Regions from separate parts of the Arabidopsis thaliana genome. Here region 2 is linked to region 1. A link is a contact called in public capture Hi-C data. All regions are on one chromosome and are shown on one strand. The core of a region is the stretch at or near the end of the contact, and the rest is flanking DNA. Distances in the headings are between cores, read along the strand shown. Region 1 holds the start of VSP2 (vegetative storage protein 2). Region 2 holds the start of CYP71A15 (cytochrome P450, family 71, subfamily A, polypeptide 15).

Region 1 (3,358 bases), core at 246-2,745:
TAGAGTGGATTTGGGAGCTTAAAAACCCTCCCAGGGGTATCCTCAACCAAATCAGCCCATTGATCTCCGATATTGCCAACGATGTTGTATCCTTTCTTCACGAGACTCTTCCTCACCTTTGACTTGTACACCACTTGCCTCAAGTTCGAACCATTAGGCCTACATTTCCATATTTAGTCCTTGATTCAATCACATATATGATACTTATAATTTATTTAATTACTATATAACTAACTACTTGAATATTCTTACTTCAATATGAGATGCTTCCAGTAGGTCACGCCAGCAGCTTCGAGATTGTCGAGAGTGACATTCTTCCACAACTTCCAACGGTCACTGAGTATGATGGGTTCAATCCCGAGCTCTATGATGTTTTGGTAAAGATGCAAGGCCTCCGGGAGTCCAGGGGTTGATGCTCCGGTCCCTAACCACAACCAGTACGCCCCCGGGTCGGTCTTCTCTGTTCTAAGAATCCAAAAAAAAAAAAAGTAGTTCAAAATGAAATCACAAAGTAAGATATATATGAAAAAAAACATTTAGGTCAGTACTGAAACTATTTAGAGTTGCAAATAATATATATAAAATAAAACCGAAACGTGCATATAGTGATATCTAAACCATTAAAAAAAAAATATGAAGATAATATTGTTAATGCAATGGAGGTGGTGTGGGTAGAACTAATAATGATAATTATGCGTATATATACCCGTATCCATATTTTGCGTAGTAGGGAATACTAGAGAGGAGGGTATCATCTAGGTCAAAGATCCAAACATTGACGGTGTCGTTCTTTAGGGCAAGTCCTTTGGCATAGAAATAAGCCTCTTTGCACACGGTTTTGGAGTCGTATTGGTACTGTTTGGAAGTGATCAAGTAGTCTTCAACATAGTCTTTGCAATTTGCGGGCACCGTGTCGAAGTCTATGATGTTAGAGGTCTCAACACCAAGGTGCCAGCTTCTGCAGTTGGCGTAGTTGATGGAAAGTTTCTCTTTCTCTAAGAGTTCGGCTACGTTCCCAAAGATGGTTTTCGAATCGACGAGTTCGATGAGCCCTGGAACGGATGCCGAGACCGTAGCGGCCAAGAGCAAGAGAAGTGAAAGTGAGAGGATTTTCATGTTTTTTATGGTATGGTTTATTGTTTAGTTTGTGATGTTTATATGTGTGACGCAAAGGGTGGTATTTATAATGAGGTGGGGTTATGAGAAATGATTAAGAAGCCAGATGAGAAATGAGGAGATATGTGTGCTTGTCTGTTTTCGATTGGTGCAACAAATGCTACTGGTCCCATAATGTTTATAATCGACGATATTTTTCACTTACACCACTCGTTTTTAGTGCACGTTGAGATTGTGTGCTTAACTAGAATTTGGCGTTTTGTTGTTCTATTATCTTTGGCTTATCTGCTTGTAAATTTTGAATTAGAGTTTCGTTTTGGAGAATACTGTAAAGTTGTTCTACATTACTAGAAAAATGTATTGAATATGTTGATGTGAGTATAATTTGTGTTTGCGGAAATAATATATAGAGTAAATGTTTCATTTTTTTTTTTTTGATAAATAATTGATAGAGTAATTGGGAAAACCAATAAAATGCAAAACGAGTAATTGACAACAGGTTCCACAGTGAGCGAGAAGAGATGGGTGTACTGTGAATAATATAAGAGATGAGACATGACGATAAGAAATGTGAGGTACACAAGAATAGACGTTAAATAATTGTTACGTAAAGTCGTAACATTAAATAATTCAATAAATTAGCAAACATATATAGCTGTATCACTATTCACTAGTTGTTGACAAATATTTGAATAACGATTTTCATGCCCGAGATTGGGAACAGTTTCTAATTGCCACCAAGATTTTCCACAAAAAGTTGTATCTTGGTGATAGCTATAGTTTCAACGATAATTGTCCAGTCTTCCAACAATATTGTTATATATTTTTTTCTAATGCATATAACCTCATGACGAAATATTTAAGTAGTTTAATAGAATTTTTATATATCAAAAAGTATATATAGTGTTGCAAACCAAGTTGTGGTACACTACAAGAGAACAAAACCCTTTTCGACAGACTTTTCGACGATAAATAAACGGTCGAAAATTTTCGACGGTTTCGTAATGGTATTCCGACGGTTTTCTGACGACATGTTTTCCGTCAAAATGTCGTCGAACTTTTCTGACGAATTCTAAATGATCGACAATTCATCAGTCATTTCCAACGAAACTCCGACCAAATTAAATCCGACCAAATTAAATCCGACCAAATGTTTCGACGGATTTCCGACCAAAATATATCCGTTTTGATCCCTAGAATATTCATCAGAATATTCTGCACTTTTCCGACGGAATTCCAACGAAATACACTCGGTCAAGTAGCTACTCGGTCAATTCGCCGCACGGTCACATAGCCGTGCATTTTTTTATTTTAAAAAATAAATATTCAAAATTTCCGTCGGAAATTCGTCGCCAAAACCCGTCGGACGTCCGTCGAAAACCCGTCGAAAACATTGATAATTCTCATCTTTATATTTTTCTACCATCATTCACAAAATCGTCCAAGCAGCAACAAAATATAACCAGAGAGAAATGGCTTCTTCAAATCCGTTTAATTATTTTCGATCATGGATGGACCAGCCCATGCGTGATCCGCTAACGGAGTTACTAATGCCGGAATATGCAGAAGGTCTTAAACAATTCATGGCATTCGCGACAAATCAACCGGTAACCATCGAATCAAAAAAAATGTGTTGTACATGTCGGAATTTTGGAGTTCTTCATGTATCTCAAGTTTGGATGCACTTATATGGGGAAGGGTTTATGTCGGGGTACAAAGTTTGGTTCATGCATGGAGAGAATGAGTCAATGGTGAATTATGGTAGTTGTAGCGAATATTATCCTGTTGATAGGTTAGTGGAACCAAATCCGGAAGTAGATGCAAATGTAGGTACCGTTCAGATGGTAAATGATGCTTTTCGTGAAAATGTACACTCGTTTGATGGGGATAGTGATAGAGTAGAGGAACCTAATTTAGAAGCACGGAAGTTTTTTGATATGTTAGATGCAGCAAAATATCCCTTATATAAAGGATGTAAAAAGGGTCATTCGCCTTTATCTGCTGCAACTAAGTTGATGGGTATCAAAACGGATTATAATTTGTCCGAGGATTGTGTGGATGCGATTACTGATTTTGTGAAAGATTTATCACCCGAAGATAATCTTGCACCGGGAACATACTACGAGGTGCAGAAATTGGTAGCTGGTCTTGGTTTACCGTATCAGGTGATAGATGTGTGCATTGACAATTGTATGTTGTTCTGGAGAGAAGATTCAGATCGTTTGACATGTAAGTTTTGTCG
Region 2 (3,358 bases), core at 442-2,941, 96 kb after region 1:
ATGCTCTTGCACCACTTTATCCATAAGATCTCCAAAAATTTTACTCACTTCCTCCGCTCTATTATACAGACCACGAATTTGATCTATCCACGCCAAACACGGGATATATTCGCTAACCGGAAATCCGCCTACCAGCTCAGTGATTTTTCTCACTTGATTCTTGAAATCGCTCATGCTTGCCTCGTTGCTATGTTTTTTCCCAAAAGAAACTCTACTTGCCACATCGCTTGTAAGTGTTATAAGAAGCTTGCTTAGATTTAGTGGTGAAGAATCGGAACTTGCTTTCTCGACCTTCTCCATCATTACACTTCTCTCTTCTTCTCTTACTTTTGCAAAGGATTGTACCATTTTCTTATTGAGTAGATGGACGACGCATACAGTCTTCCTCACAAAACAGACGTAATACTTTCATCAGTTTCTTAATGAGAAAATTAATATATCTAAGTATCAAGAGCATTAATATATCAAAGTTTTTAACAAACAAAAATACTACTTTCTCTCAAACTTCCGTTGTTTATCTTTTGCAAAAAAATGTGTTCTGTTCTTTCTCTACGCACAAAGCAAATGTTTTTTTTTCTTTTAAAGCTCAACTCATGCCTTTATTACATCCTCTATATATTAGAAAAGAAACACTAATTCTTATGTATGAAGTCCACAATTCTTCTCATTTTTTATTTATTTATTTATTTCTGCTATTATTCTTGCCAAACAATGTTAATTTCATATACAAGTTATTCTTATTAACTAAACTTACGAAAATCAAATATCTAATAAGAAAGTTTGTATAAAAATATTTAATGGTTTTATTTAAATGTATTGTATTTTTCAATTGGAAGATTAAACATTATAGAACTGTATATGTATTTCAACAAGTAAATACCTTCTGACTTTTAAAACAAACGTACTTCAAGAAGTAAATAGTATACAATTCATTTCGTATTATATGTCTTTTAGTTTTTTACTCACAAATTAACGAAACAATACTATTTTTACCTTTTATTAATATGTTATGTAAATTTTTTATTGGTCAAGAAATTAAAACTATAAAATAAAATTGAATTTTTTTTTAAACGACATTTTTTGTTTACAAGACGATACTCAAATTAAAATAAAACGGAAGGGGGATCAAAATTAATCAAACGCACGGTGCATGTATTCACTACAACATGTAACTATCAATCTAACTGGTAAAACTTAATCAAATATAGACTTTGGAAATTATATAATAGGCCACAGATAGCAAATCCAGAGAGCTAACCACAACTAATTGTTAACTGTATATATAAATTAATGACTTAGCAAAAACACCTTAATCTGCCTCCAATAGTCTCCGTAAGGGGAAAAAACCACTTCTCTCCCACCGTTGAGGATTGTTTCAATCACTTTTAATCGCGGGCGGTTCGCAACCTTAAGGTCGTGTGTTTTCATGAGGTCATGAGCTACGTCAGAGGAAGAGACTACGAGGATCGGGACACGGCCAAAATGAAGGAGCATGAGTGGCCCGTAGCGGTGGCTGAGGGAACGAAGGGAGCGGTGAGGGTGGAGGCTTAGCTGGTGGAGGTTTCCGATTACCGGAACTCGCCACGGAGACGGTGGTAGGTTGTCTTTGGCAACGGTTCGATTCAGAAGTGGTTTTAGGAGAAGAAAGGCTAGGATTGTTGCTAGGCAGAGAGAGATGATTATGATTTCCATTTCTAACTTTGAAACAATTCTCTCACTCGTAATATATTTATTTATGTGTTGGGTGATTACTAGTTACTGATTAGTTGGAAACACACAAACTTTAAAACTACTCATCAATAAGCTAAGTGGACCTCAAGCTGACGTGTTTTTAGCTTGTGTGAGAGTTAGACTCTTAGAGACAAGTGTTTCACAAGATTTCATTTGGAGAAATGCATACACATGCAATAAAATGCATCCTATTAAGAAGAAGCAAACAAAAGCTATCAAGTAAGACAATGAGTGATAATTACAAATAGACACGTTGTTAAAAAAACTGTATATACATCGTATGCATCTTTCATACGACACCTAATGCGACACTTGTCTCTAACTCTCTCATAAGCTTAGCCATATGGGATACCATATTGGCTTGGTTTCTCGCTTCCTACCACTCTAAGAATTGAATGGTGCCCTTTACTTAATGACCACCGATGCACAAGCAAAACATTATTGTATATTTCCTATTTTGGAATCTTTTAATACTTAGTTACTTACCAATTGGGTTATTTACTTCGATTGATTTAAAATTTTAACCATAATCATTAAAGTATAAATTTTAACAATCATTCAAGTATAAATTTATTCAATCCTCAATTTTGATTTTATATTTTCTACTGTAACTAAAACATGTGAATTTCAAAAACTAAATAAATGGAAAATATGTTGTTAAAAGCCGTTTATCGTTAGTAAATCATTGATCAGACTCAAAATTTGATGACTTAAACGTTTCTTTAGGAAAAATTAATTAGTTATGTTAGAAATTTTATTTAGAAACGAAAAAAAGTTTGAGGTTTTAATTGGGAAAATATTTCAATTTGGAGGTTTTCAAGATAAGTTTTAAATAGGAAAAGTTTGAATTTTGACGACTTGAAGATTTTTTAAGAAAATTAATTAGTTAGAAGTTTTATTTGAGAACGAGAAAAATTGCAGGTTTTAATTGGATTTTTTTTTTTTTTTCACTCTTTATGCTTTATTGTTGGATGTTCTAACAATTGTTAATTATTAGTTTGTTATCGGAGATTAAGATCTAGAAACTTGACATAGAATTATTAACATTGTTTGTTTGAAGGATAATGGTTAAAAATAGTTTCGTACTACAAACCTTACCACAAGGATAATGTAAGTCACCCTTCTTCTTGCTACAAGCTCTATATTTGATATAAAATCATCATCAATGGTACTCAATATCTTGCGCCAAAAATAAAGATAGTATTGCTCCAAATTTGGAGCAATACTAATCATTTCTCTATTTTTAAAGCATAATTTTTTTATTTACAAAAAACTCTTCCAATTTTAATAAGTTATCATTTAATACCTAAAAATATAAATTTGTATTAGATATATTTACTAAATTAATTGAAATTTTAAAATATAAAAATAGTACTAATGATGATGCTTAAAAATAATGTCTTAATCATTCGATTGTCTATTTATGTGTTATAATGAAAATTTATTTTGTTTTGTTTAAAAATAACCTAAGTGGATAGAATTTATAAACTTTAAAAATAAAGGAGGATTATGTTAGAAATTAAAATAAAATTTATTTGGAACATTTTGTTTAGAGGAACAAAACAACAATTATTGGAGCAAAGATCTTCTCTATTTATAAAGAAATCTATATTTAGAGGAAAAAATC

What was found. Capture Hi-C pulls out chosen DNA fragments and counts their contacts.
Region 2: a contact with region 1 is called in a capture Hi-C map of shoot, with 2.2 times the contacts expected there. The contact joins the promoter of CYP71A15 here to the promoter of VSP2 in region 1. A contact is called at or near these places in 2 of 26 Hi-C or Micro-C datasets (callus and cotyledon) and 1 of 3 other capture datasets (shoot).

Annotation. Positions count from the first base shown.
Region 1 is chr5:8,500,729-8,504,086 of TAIR10.1, forward strand. VSP2 (vegetative storage protein 2) reads right to left here and starts at 1,496. Exons shown (of 3, transcript NM_122386.4): 1 at 707-1,496; 2 at 253-465; 3 at 1-159. The coding sequence starts at 1,116. It also overlaps the pseudogene AT5G24775.
Region 2 is chr5:8,596,070-8,599,427 of TAIR10.1, forward strand. CYP71A15 (cytochrome P450, family 71, subfamily A, polypeptide 15) reads right to left here and starts at 1,692. Exons shown (of 4, transcript NM_122404.1): 1 at 1,309-1,692; 2 at 1-381. The coding sequence starts at 1,692.